Regions from separate parts of the Mus musculus genome. Here region 1 is linked to region 2. Evidence: chromatin contacts called from public HiChIP or PLAC-seq data. All regions are on one chromosome and are shown on one strand. The core of a region is the stretch at or near the end of the contact, and the rest is flanking DNA. Distances in the headings are between cores, read along the strand shown.

Region 1 (6,762 bases), core at 1,933-4,432, 380 kb before region 2:
CGACTGGCCATCATATCAGAGTTTACTGGCCCTGAGTTCAGATGATTCCAAAGGCTATCACATAGTGGGTTTCAAAAAATTCGGCACCGAACACGTTTTTGTCTTGCTTGAGTCTCTCTTGGTTTGTTTTCCCCTCACTGATCATAGTGTATAAATTTTCCTACTGGCTGATTTGTCACTCTTTTATGGGACTTTTATTTATGTATTTATTTTTGGATGTGGAGGGATATTAACCTTTACCACACTTACTGTAACAAAATGTAATAACAGTTTCTCCTGGGTGTTCTCATTGTCTCTGCTAAATTTGCATTCAGTGGAATTGAACTTTAATTATTCAGCATGTGTGGGTACAGGTTACACCTGTTTAATTAAAGAAATTGTCACCACTGTCATTGAAACTTGCATGAATAACAGGCAATCGTTTTACCAGAAGAGCTAAAATGGTTGTTTATAAAACCATCCAGAAAAGACACTATTTAGGTCATGAACTGGGCTCCTTGGCCAGAATAATCTTTATATTTGCAAAATTTTACCAACATAAAAGGAAGAGATTTCTATTTTTTTCCTTCCCCTTAGTCTTAAGTCTTAAATGTCACTTGTTTATCTGGGAATCTGAGAAAATCTGTGCTTTTGCAAAGTGTCTGTGGTTAGTTGTATTATAGGCCCCCTGTAACCCTGAGATTCTGTGCTCCAAATGGACAAGGAAGAAGAGATACAAGGACAGGTGATGCTACCTCCCAGTGGGGAAAGAAACATGTTATTTAAAGCATATTCTGAGCTATAGTGGAGATGCCACAAAACGGGAGGGGGGAACCTGGTCCTTGTATCTTATTTCTATAACCTGTAAGATTAATCAGCATTTGAGGTAGGAAGTCTTTTTAGCATTGTTTTACTTAGGCTTTATTAGGACATGCATCCTAGGGTCCCGTTTTGTAAGATTTGCCTTATGGGAACAAGGCTGAGAGGGTGCGGTTATCAGGCTGCTCTTCTGGCACCTTTGTGCAGATGGAGCGTCAGGCTCTCGGCATTGGAAATTGTCCTGGATTTCTCACCAAGCAGGGTCTTAGATCTTACCAGTTGTTTGGCTAACTCATGACTCATTTTTTTTTTAAATTCTTTTCCATACCAAGCTTGTTGAGCTCATGTAAATGCCTATGGATTACTGAGTTGCTGATTAAATCTTGGTTTGATTGAGAATTAGCCAGAGCCACTGTCTCTCTGCCTGTTTCTTGTGAGATGCCTGCTTTGCTGGGAAGTAGCCATAGGAGAGAGAAGCTGTACTGGCTGCCATTCTCCTGACTTTAAAATGACACCAAATACAAAGTAAGATGAATAGCCAGAGAGAACCACTCAACACTAAAAGCAAGCAAATGAAACAAGTGCCAAGCAGCAAGATGAAAATTTCTCAGAGTTAGCAAAAATCAGCATAGATCTGGGTCAAAAAATTAATAACAACAACATTAATGTTCCTTGAAAGTCAGGGTGAGTAATCGAAGTCAGGAAGGGGGAACTTGTGTTAGAGGAAGCGTGTAAGCCATGCTTGAACCTGTATTCTCACAATCCACATATCAAGCTGGCCAAAACAAGATGCTTAGCTTTGTTCTGCAAGTTGCTGTTTGCTAAGAACAAGCCAAGACTGCTGAACCCATTTCACTGGCGAGTAGAGGGTCGAACCAAGCCAAAGTCCCAACAAGAAACACCCACCCTTTTTTGAGACAAGTCCTAAGACATAGCCAAAGCAGGAGCTCTGACCTGTGTCTCTGCTCCTACTGTGTTATTCTCACACATAGTTCCATGTAACAACAACAACAACAAAAGTTTAGCTGTGTATCAGTCTCAAAATTCAAATTATGGTAGGATATTGGGGGAAGTCAATCTTGTATATGTTTGTTGGTCTGCTCTTAAACTTGATATAAACTTGTAAGCTAATCTTAGACTTAGAAATGTTAAAGGCCAATCAGTAGAATGTGGCACTATTAGTAGGTACATTAAATTATTGCAAGAAAACTATACTTGTAAGAGACCAGTGTGGTTTTGTTATAACTTCCTGACTGCAATATAATTCTCTTCTTAAGTGTATTTGCTTTTAGACCAAGGAAAAAGGTGAATAGAAAAGATCAAATGCAATAAATGTAGCTGAAATATGGCCTAAGAATCAGCTAGGAAAAGATACAGTAAATGGCATGGTCTCGCTGAAGTACTTCCTGCCCCGTCCTAGACCTGTGTGAGGCAGGGGTCACGGTCATGCTTTGTCATCTTCTGTCCTGTGGGAAAGGTGATGGCCTTTATGTAATGTTGGTTAAGCTACTTCCTGTTACTTCATCATCACTGGCAGGAGGTTTGCCTTAGAAGGGCAGTAATTGGAGGCAGTCTCGCTCCTCTTCTGATTATCTGAGAAAGTCCAGAAGTGAGTGGAAGAATGGGTGATGGATGGATGCTTGGTAGATGGGTTGGATGGGATGGATGGGTCAGTGGTGGGTAACTGGATCATGGATGGATGGATAATTGGATGAATGGGTGGGTCAGTAGGAGGGTAACTGGATGGTGGTTGGATGGATGGATAGATAAGTCGGTAGGTGAGTTAAGTGGACAAACAGATAGGTCAGTGGGTAGGCAGATGGATGGATGGATTAGTGGGTAGATGGGTAGGTAAATACATAAGTAGAAAGAAACTTAGATATAAAGGTTAAACACATAGGGAAATAAATAAAATTGGGAGATGGGAAGCATATTTGGAGATTTGATGACTCTAGAAAAATCCTGGAGAAATGGTATCTGGAAATGTAAGTCCATCCAGAAAACACAACATTACTATACTTCTCATCTTGAAGAATTGTCTTCAAGACCATTTCAGAAAGAGAAAAATACTTTAAATTACAACAGAAATGATCCCATCTCAACAGTAAGATAGCTGTAAAAATATTTTCAAATATTAACTTGCTGAAAAACAAAAGTTCTGTGGAAGACAGAATCTTGTAGTGTGCCAGGATTGTGGGCCACAGATCTAAAACAGCCTATCTGATCTTTTGTGCCCTCCAAACACAGCAAGCAACAGAAGCCTGACTAGGAAAGCAAATGACTCCGTGGATGGTCTTGTTCCCTCCAGCCACTGAGGGGGAAGAACTGGAATCTGGGCGGTGCACATTCCTTCCCAAAGAGCTACTGAGGGGGCTGAAGTGTCCCCTAGGGCAGGCTCATCTCCCCATGTTGAGGAATGAATGTCCAAAGTCAGCCAATTGAGCATGGCTGGGACTCAGAGCATAAGGCAGAAGTTAAACAATTGTTGCTAACTTTAAACATCACAATAGCAAGGCTAGGGCTTCAAGCAGCACAACACACTCCTGGCGTTTTCTGTGGTGGTTTGCCTCAGCAGCTTTCAGAGTGAGTGGGAATTTCTCCACAGCGCATTTTCTGAAATCAGCAGATAAAGGGAGACTGTAATCCCAAAGTGACGCTGCAGTAACAGATCTCAGTCAACAATCTTGTGGAGGTCATCTTTATGGCTCTGTTGTTCTTCACCGGAAGACACAGCTGAGGCACTCTGGCACCCCTGGGTTATGGAAGAAAGCACAACACTAGGAAATAGACTATCTGCTCCCATTTAACAAAAGCTCTATTAAGATGGGAACTCTGATACAAAAGCAGGTCCCACACAGGGTAACAGATAATTAGAATAAAAACAGACGCTTCAACTGGCTTAAATGTAATCAAAACCCTGGTTACAAATATCCTAACATTAATGGGTCCAGTATGCTTTGTAAGTGACACTCCAAACAGTGGGCAAAGGAGATATCCAGTTAGTGCCATCATTCCCCTAGTGGGTCCTAGCCTGGGAACCCATACCTGGCCTGGACTAGGGCTGATCACGGGCTGGTGGCGTATCTCTCTTGTGCATACCCACCAGTGGGATGGAAAAGCCTTTGAGCTAAGCAGCACTGGGCTGGAGGGAAGAGGTGAGTGAGTGGATGCTGGCCCCCAAGCCCTTCAGCATGGACACAGCAGAGTGGAGGCAGAGCTCAGGGGGAGGGCTGTGTGTGGGCAGCATGGGACTGAATGCAGGTTCACATTGTTTCCAAGTCTTGCTCTTCTCTCGTCCAGTGAGTGAGTCTCACATCACACAAATCTCCACTCCATTCTTTCTGTATAGTTCCTGATGATTGATTCCCAGACAAAAACACTTCCTCCTGTGGTGAGCAGCTCTACTCTCCTGTCAGGGCAGGAAGTTGGGAGAGTTGGAGATCTGTCACAGCTCTGCCCACCATGCAGCGGAGCCAAGGCCAGGGACAGGCAGAGCTGGGGACAGTGGACAAGGAGTTAGATCTGCCTATTTATTCTCTGGGTTCCCTTACCAACCCTCAGCCCCCTCTGAGCAGCCTGTGTCCTTGAACAAGAGCTATTCTGGACAGTCAATAAGGGTCCCAAGGGAACAGTGTGTCTCAGACAAAGCCTTATCTGAAGGATGAGTGATGAGCTGGGGGCTGGGCCCCTTCCTATTACTATCTTATTGATTTACACCTCGAATTCCCAGTGCACAGCTCTGGTGCATCTCATAGGCTGGACTATAAATCCAAGATTCACTATGCCACATCTGGAGAAAGGCAAGGTGGACAGCTCACTTTGGGACCTGGCTAGTCGTACTGGGTGGTAGATGATTGATTCAGAATAGCTGCCTCTCCTCTCTCCATCTAATCCTCCACACATAGACCTCAGGTTCCACCATTCAAAAATATAAAATGTGCCCTTTGTCCCAACAGCTCTTTGATCACAAAAGAAGTCAGTCTTGTAATGTCCATACTAGGTCCAGGATGAGAAATGATCTCCAGTGGTTAGGAGCCTTCTGGTTAACCTAAGTATGCTAGCCTTGCTGTGGCAGGTAAGAGCGGTCATGGGGGATACCCAGCCACTGGGAACTCCCCTGAGATGGACTTGATCAGGATGCACAGTTGATGTAGCAGAGAGAGGAAAGTGGAGACTGGCTTGTAGCAAGAAGGATGGCCAGCTGGAATGCTGTGAGGAGTCTCCAGAGAAACCCTGGTCCCTGACAGGGTTCAGGCATCATGGGTTAAGTGAAGAACAGCACACTGAGCACCCCAATAAGAGGAGGTGACAAACCCTCAGCATCTCAGCTTCTGACAAGAAGCAGGGAGACAAGAGACAGCAGGGGCTGCAGGCAGAAGAGAGGTGCCCCAACCTTGTCTTTTACCCCTGAACGCCTTATTCAGGCCTTGTCCTTGCTGGGCTTCATATTGGCTGAAAACTCAAGTTACATGCATGCCTCTGAGCTCGGTGACAGGCTCCCCAACTGCAGGTAAGTCTGGGTTCCAGGAAGATGAGAAGTGTTGGGTCAAGCCTCTAGAAGGAATCACACAGAACAGCTGTGGGGCTGGCTGTCCCACAGACAGTACTCCTGCTGGCCTGGAGGCACAGAGTGGGCACTGCTTGAATGTCAAGGTGAGCACAAGCTCTGTGGATGGGAGGATAAAGAGGCTGTTTCCTTCCTGATTTAAGACTCTTCGAAGCCTGGCTGGGTAGAGTGCACAAGAGGGGACAGGACCCCTTGGCCAGCTGGTCTGCCATGAATGGTTGTCTGACTCAGGACCTGCAGCCAGTTGACCTCTGCTTCTTTTGTCCTCTTTAGGCCTGACATGGGAGTGTCTACTATGGTGAGTAGATTCTTGTACAGGACCTGAATACAGTTCCCAGAACCTACATGGTGGCATACAATCATATGAAACTCTAGTTACAAGGACTATGATGCCCCCTCTGAACTCCACAGGCACCAGGACATACACAATGCACTCACGTACTTGCAGGCAAAACACTCAGATACTTAAAATAGATCTAAAATTTTAAAAGGAGTAATCTTAAACAAATAAAAAAAGCCTAGACTAAGCATCAGGCATGATGTAATCCCATTGGAAACCTGAGGCAGGAGCATTTCAAGTTTGAGACCAGCCTCAGAAGTATAGTGAGACCCTGGCCCAAAAAACAAAAACAAAACAAAACAAAACAAACAAAAGTGAAAAGAAACAGACCAAACAAAATAAAAAAAAATGTAGAAGCAAACACTTGTGTATTTTTGTTTAAGTGAAAAGGAATACATATATTTAGAAAGTGCAGATTTTAAAAAGCAGACAAACTTTGTCCTAAGTCCCATAACCCAGAGACTGTTTCAACACATTCCTGCAGATGGTCACATACATGGGCTTGTGTGAATTAGACTGCCTTTTTTTTTTTCCATCTCTTCAGCGTGTGTAAATGAATCTCAGTGCCTCACAACACAACCGTCAGTGGCTCTGGCATTTTTACTTCATTCTCTGCGACTGCCTTCGATGTTTTCTTCTTATAAACAATAAAGGGATTAGTGTTTTGTTCCTCCATTTTTTGCAAGTTCCAGAAGCTCCCCTCCAATGACATTGCAAAGGAGCAGATGCTGCCTGGAAGTGCCTGGTAGGTGAGGTGCTGCAGTCCTGTTCTAGAAAGATCTCAGGAGCGCCACTATAAGAGGATAGCCAGACAAAGCTCTTGTTTGGGAAGTCTCTTGTCCCTTAGCCCAAGGACAAGGGACCCTTGGTAACTCAGCCCTTCAGAGTTCTGAGCCCCCACTAGGTGGTCCTGAGTGTCTAAAAGTGCTTGGGCTCTCAGTGCCTCAGTTATGGCTGTGAGTGGCCAGATTCCTCCCTGGTACTATCCCAGTTCATCTCCATGACAACGGTGTGTGGAAACATCACTAAAATCATCTTGTGGCTATGGAGTCCAGTG
Region 2 (6,194 bases), core at 1,597-4,096:
CCTCCTATAGGGTTGCAGGGTTTTTGCTCAGAGTCAAGGACGATATTCAGCGACACCTCCCTCTGCTTGCTTGTCTCTGCTGAAGATCTCTGGGCCAGCCCTGGAAGGTTTTGGAGCGGCTCTCTGGATCCAGCGTGGAGCCTTGTGGCTTGTGTTGGCTCACTGGGTGTTGTGGCCTGGGAAGCCAGGGTCAAATGTACCCACACTTGGCTGGGCATTGAGTCTAAGCTGCATGTCTCTAAGAAAGACCTCCTTTTGAAGAAATTCTTCTAGCTGAGGTATATTTCTTCCCAGAGGTCATCAGGAACCATAAATACGTCCCCCACAAACATGTACTGAAGCAGTCTTTTTGTAATAATTTCTCTCCAGGACACCGACTCAGTCACAAACTCTCTGAAGTTATCATTTGTTACAATTATACCCCCAGTCTTGTCTGCTAAGTGTAGCAGGAACTTGTCCTCATGAGAAGCAATTCTTTGCCCAGAGATCACCCGGGCAGGAGTTAAAGATAATATCGCAAGCTCCCGGAGCTGGCTTAAGAAGTGCTGTTCTGTGACTTTAGAATCCTGATTTGTTCTCCACTGTGGAACAAACACAGTGATGTTTCTGTTGGCGAGCTTCCAAAAATATTCAACTATAATCACTATGCCGCAGCAACTAAAGAACTTTTTCAGACCATGAGAAATTGCAATATTACCGCTGCCTATCACAATATGCTTCAAATCTGCTCACCCTGGTTCATTTTTTTTTAATTTCAGCTTGTATGGTATTTTTAGGGTATCTTGAAATCTTTGAACCCCTGTGTGTGATGAATACATATGGTCAGAGAGAGGTTCCTGACAATTGTGCCTCAGTATCCGAAGTTAGCAGTTGGGTAGTGGCAACAGTGGAGAAAGTTGGGAAGTTGAAGAGAGCTAGCTACAAAAGCCAGAACGTTTTCATAGGCCGGCTTCATATTATTTGGAAGCAAAGTTTCTGCTTACTGTTGAAAACCATTTTGGGGCATTTGTTCTGAGGCAACCAGGAAAGCTAGTAGGGCTAGTTTCCTTTCCTCAGTTTCCTTAAGGGCCGGTGCAGTAGGTTTGGTAGCTGTCTGTCGTGATTCTCAGTTTTATTAGGTCCCATAGGTGCGCAATTAGGCACTTCCTGTTCTCTTTGTTCCTCTGTCTTTTGTCTCTCAAGCCTTTGCACTATCATAGTTATTTTTTCTTGTTGTACAGCTATTTTTGTTATTGCATGACTAGTTTTTCAATCTCTTTTGAGACTTTTTTCTTGTTGTATACTTATCTTTCCAACCTCTTTTTCAAGGAAATATATAAAGGTCACAATTGAAAGTAGGTAGGGGTTTACTCTGTCGATCACAGTTGCAGTAAGTGCCAGGATGGCTTTCTCAAGTATCATTTGTATCCTGTCAACTCTTTTGTTTTAAGGGATCTGAAATGGAGTGTTCCATGTGTAATGCAGGCAAAGTCTTGCAATACAGTTAAAATTGTCCTTTGTGCTGTTTTACTGTAATTCACCTGCTTTGTTCCTTGTTCTGGGAGGTAGGTCTCCTGAGTCTCCCGGCACCCAGCAGAACCTGAGTAAACAATGTTTCTCTCCAGACAACCCCTGGTGAATTTTATATGGGGCTTTCTGTCAGAGGACTCCTGTCCTCTGCTTCTTGCAATGTTGGTGGTATTTGTAGCCATTCACACTGGGGTTTTCTTCGAGACACTTGGGGCACCAGATATAAGCCAGATATACTAGATGTATTTTTTATTTGCCAGATGTAATTGTTGTCTCTGAGGCTTGCATTTGAATAAGTTCTGCTTCTCTCTGAACTCTGGCTGGCTGGGTCAACTCAGCTGGTACAACCTAAGTCCTCTCAGGAAGACTGACTCAATTTGGCCTCTCTAGAATTCTCAAGGGATTGCTTCCCTTGGCCTCAAATTAGAACATGGCAACATGTTCTAATCTTCTGGCTCCTTCTTATTTTCTGGCGTGAACTGTTTGCAGAATCACACAAAGGAGCTCAGTTGCCACCAATGCCCTCACCAAACGAACAACTCCACTCAACTAGACTGAACAGATCTCTCTCTCTCCTTGTGTTGCTCTTAAATAGTGTTTCTCCTGAGAGTTGGGTATGTCCTATCTCTGACACATTCAGTCAAAAAAATCAGAAAGTTCTGATTGGCCTCTTTGCCTCTCAATTTGATGTCATTGTTTGGGATTAAAAGTGTGTGCTATAGTCGGCCATCACTGGAAAGAGAGGCCCATTGGACACGCAAACTTTATATGCCCCAGTACAGGGGAACGCCAAGGCCAAAAAGGGGGAGTGGGTGGGTAGGGGAGTGGGGGTGGGTGGGTATGGGGGACTTTTGGTATAGCATTGGAAATGTAAATGAGCTAAATACCTAATAAAAAATGGAAAAAAAAAAGTGTGTGCTAAAGGATTCTAACCAGAGGGATTCAAAGTATGTACTAAGGGTGTGTCTGCATGACAATTGGATCACTCAGACCTAGAAGGTCCTTGGATGTGACCTTCAGAGCAGCCTTGTTGCTGGATTAAAATTCCTTTACAATCAGGGAGAGAGCAGTCCTTTGTTTATCCTACCTTGATGCCTGGCTTGCTGGGCAAAGCTGTTTAATGACCAAATTACACAGAAATCAGTTCCAATCCAATTAAATCAACTCTAGGCCGCTAAATACTGGAGGAGGAAGACAAAGACTTGAGTTCCACCATGCCCAAGGAAACTATGGGAAAAGATGCCAACAGATTTGTCCTCAGCCCCATGGTACATGCAGACCATAGACATACAGAGCTCTGTCACCCCCACACAGCACTGTTGCAGAAGGTGTTGTTTACTTGAAAAACCTGTTTCTAGTTGTGGTTGGCTCACTCTTACCACATACCTTTAATGCCTGGGTGCAGAATACAGACAGCTCTTTTTTTTTTTTTTTTTTTTGAGAATGTACAGGTGTTTTATTGCTCACCTCTCAGACAAAACACACTTCCAGCCACTTTCTTCCACAGATTGACAGTGTTTACATGTATATATATAGACGTGGAGAGTGACTCAGCCAGGCTTTTGTCTTCTGCAGCAATAATGAAGGGCCTCCTGCACTGAGCAGGACTCCATCTCACTTCGTAGTGCATGTCCATCACAAGAAAGGTCTCTTGCCTAAAGCAAGCTAACTTGTATCTGCTGAGCCTGTAGCATTAACTAGTGCGTGAAACAGATATCTGCTCGCCATTTCTTCTAGCGAATTTCAAGTAAAAACAAGGGTGAAGGAGGAACTTTTGTCTCGGATGGATAAGTGCCTACACTTAACTAACAAACTAAGTTTACAACTTAGTTTGCTTTTGTTGTTTTTATGGATTTTAGCCATGTTCATGGATTTTGGAGGAGCATATGGTACAGTATTCCACCAACAGGATAAGGCTACTGAATGTGCTATCTGCAAAAGAGTTCATGTAATAGGAACCAACCCAACAGGTCTACCAAAAAGAAAGGTGACAAAATCTCTCTGAATGCCCATCAGGGCAGAGCTATGCTCGGAAAGTAGACAGCAGAAGATAGTCTACAAAAAACACACATGGGTTGTTAATATGAGGAAAGTTTCCCAGCAGTAAATATTAAAAAAGTCTAGGCAAATCCTCATTTTCAAAATTTGCATATTGAAAATGTGAAAACTATTTTATTCAAGTAATTTCTTCAAAAACCATGTATGTTCCAACTGGAATAGTCTACTGGTCAACTAAAGGCAACTTAAATTGTGTTTAAAATTTGTTTCATAGAAAGAAGAGATATGTTTCTTAAATAAACAGTGTTATGTAAAACTGTTTAGTAATAAAGAGAGAAAGAATTGAATGAAAACCAGCAAATGGTTATCCTAAGCAGGAGTATGCCTACTACCTGTGGTCTTACATTCATTCCAAATAGATGTTGGATTCAGGATTCTGAAACTAAGTTTCTATTACTTGAGCTCTAGCAAAATATGAGTTTCTGTAGCCTCAACTAGTATAATGTCTTCCTTGTCCAAATCCAGAATGACTATACTGATAGCCTCCATGTTGGAAGTGCTGTTCAAACTGGCCCCTTTATGATAAGTCTGGCTCCCGCTTCCTCCCCAGCCTCCTCCCTGGCTTCTGCATCCTCCCTGATCCCCTCGACCACCTCTTCCCCCACAACCACTGCCTCATTCACCATGGTGCTCACCGTCTTGGAATCTATTGTCCTGCTGGATCCACCTCCCTGGTATCCATTTCCTGTATATGAAGATGTTTGGAAACCACCATAGCTACCTTGATAACCACCAGGCTGGAAGCCCACATCTCGGTAACCACCGTCCTGGTAACCACATCCACTTCCACCCCCTCCATCTGTCCAGCCTCCTTGATGCTTATTTCCTCTTCCTCCCCCTTGGCCACCAAGGTCATAGCCACCACATCCACCTCTCCCTCCTTGTTCATGACCTCCTTGTCCTCCATATGAGGAATGTCCTCTCCTCTCTCTTGTTCTCTCTTGTTATCTCTTCTTGTTCTCTTCGTCCATTGCCTTCTTGCTCCCTCTCTCTCCATTCCCTCCCCCCCTCTCTCCACTTATGGCCTGCCTCTACTTCTCTACTCTCTCCTTCTCGCTACCTTTCTCTGCTTGTACTACTCTCTTAATTCCTCTCCCCATGTCCTGAATAAACTCTATTCTATATTATACCATACCATCATGTGGCAGGGGGAGGGGATGCCTTGGCATGGGACCACTGAGACCTCCCTTTCTCTCTATCTTTTAATAAACACATCACCAACCCTGCCTTGTGAGGCCAAACCTGCTCAGTCTTAAACAGGTCTCCATTTTAAAAGAAAAACATACAGCCTGAACACTTGACCCAAACTACTCCCAAGTACCTGGAAGGACCTCACAGCTTGTCCTTGGCCAGAGTTAGTCTCTAACAACAGTTAGTCAAAGATTCCTCTGATTATTTCAGATGTTCTTTCAGATCATTTGTGATTGTATATGGACTTGCTTTAGAGCACCCACAAGTCGGCTTACAATAGCTTTTCTGTTAGATACTTTCCAGGCTGGACACCCCCTCACTAACTGCCATCCCCTATGAAACCTTGTCCTGCTGAGGGTTCGAGGCTGCTTCACCTTCCTGTTCTGTGTCAGGGTTGGGTTGGAGGAGAGCCGAGGCCTGAGCTTATAATAAAGAGTCCCTAATGCTTTGACATTGGAAATGGATTTTTTGGTGCTCACATACACTTCCTGGAACAGCAGCCCTACCCCCACCCCCACCCCCACCCATCTCCTACCAGGTGTCCTACCTGCATCCACCTTCAATATGAGTGTTATTTCCCCTTCTGAGAAGGATTCAACCATCTTCCCTTGGGCCCTCCTTTTGTTTCTCTTCTTCTTTAGTTCTGTGAATTATAGTGTGGGTATCCTGTATTTTATGGCTAATATCCACTCATCAGTGAGTACATACCATGCTTGTCCTTTTGGGTCTGGGCTTCCTCACTCAGGATAATCGATCTTTTCTAGTTGCACCCACCTGCCCTCAAAATTCATGATGTCTTTGTTTTAATAGCTGAGTAGTATTTCATTTTGTAAATGAACCACATATTCTTTATCCATTCTTCACTTGATAGACATCTAGGCTGTTTCCAGTTTTTTTTTGTTGTTGTTGTTATGAATAAAGCTGCTATGAACGTAGCTGATCAAGTGTCCTTGTGGGATGGTGAAGCATGTTTGGTGTGTATGCCCAGCAATAGTATACCTGGGCCAGATGTAGAACTCTTCCCACGTTTCTGAGAAACAGCCAGTTTGATTTCCAGACTGGTTATACAAATTTGCAATCCCACCAGCTACATATTTGTCTTTTCCACTAAAAAAAATTATTTGCCAATAGTTACCTCAGACCCAATGGATTTCTTGATCTAATTGGACTCTTCACAGGATCTTTGGGGATTACTTTGGGCCATATGTAATTCTATGCCTATGTAAGAAACAATATTTTCTGGAATGAAATTAAAATTATCAATTACATCTGATTGGTGCAGGCAGCCTAGGTCCAGCCTGTGCTCGCTGTTTGTTTGGTGATTCATTCTCTGGGAACCTCCAGACTTTGAGGCTTTGAGACTTTGATCTTAGCCATTCTGATGGATATACAGTGGAATCTCAGAATGGTTTTGATTTGCATTTCCCTGACAAATG

What was found. HiChIP or PLAC-seq counts read pairs in DNA pulled down with a chosen protein or histone mark.
Region 1: a contact with region 2 is called in an Esrrb HiChIP or PLAC-seq map of embryonic stem cells, with 6 times the contacts expected there. The contact joins two enhancer-like sites. A contact is called at or near these places in 2 of 115 datasets of contacts at active chromatin or transcription factors (both in embryonic stem cells).

Annotation. Positions count from the first base shown.
Region 1 is chr5:28,196,076-28,202,837 of GRCm38.p6, reverse strand. Cnpy1 (canopy FGF signaling regulator 1) reads left to right here. Exons shown (of 3, transcript NM_001310511.1): 3 at 1-2,019. Among named protein-coding and RNA genes, the nearest start is that of Gm35395, 9.3 kb to the right of the region's middle. Within about 2 kb of position 3,182, at least 3 of the 459 cell types and tissues checked have an H3K27ac peak or open chromatin away from gene starts, as enhancers often do. A contact at or near this core is called in embryonic stem cells, where this site is marked.
Region 2 is chr5:27,815,778-27,821,971 of GRCm38.p6, reverse strand. It overlaps the pseudogene Gm20239. Among named protein-coding and RNA genes, the nearest start is that of Htr5a, 23 kb to the left of the region's middle. Within about 2 kb of position 2,846, at least 13 of the 459 cell types and tissues checked have an H3K27ac peak or open chromatin away from gene starts, as enhancers often do. A contact at or near this core is called in embryonic stem cells, where this site is marked.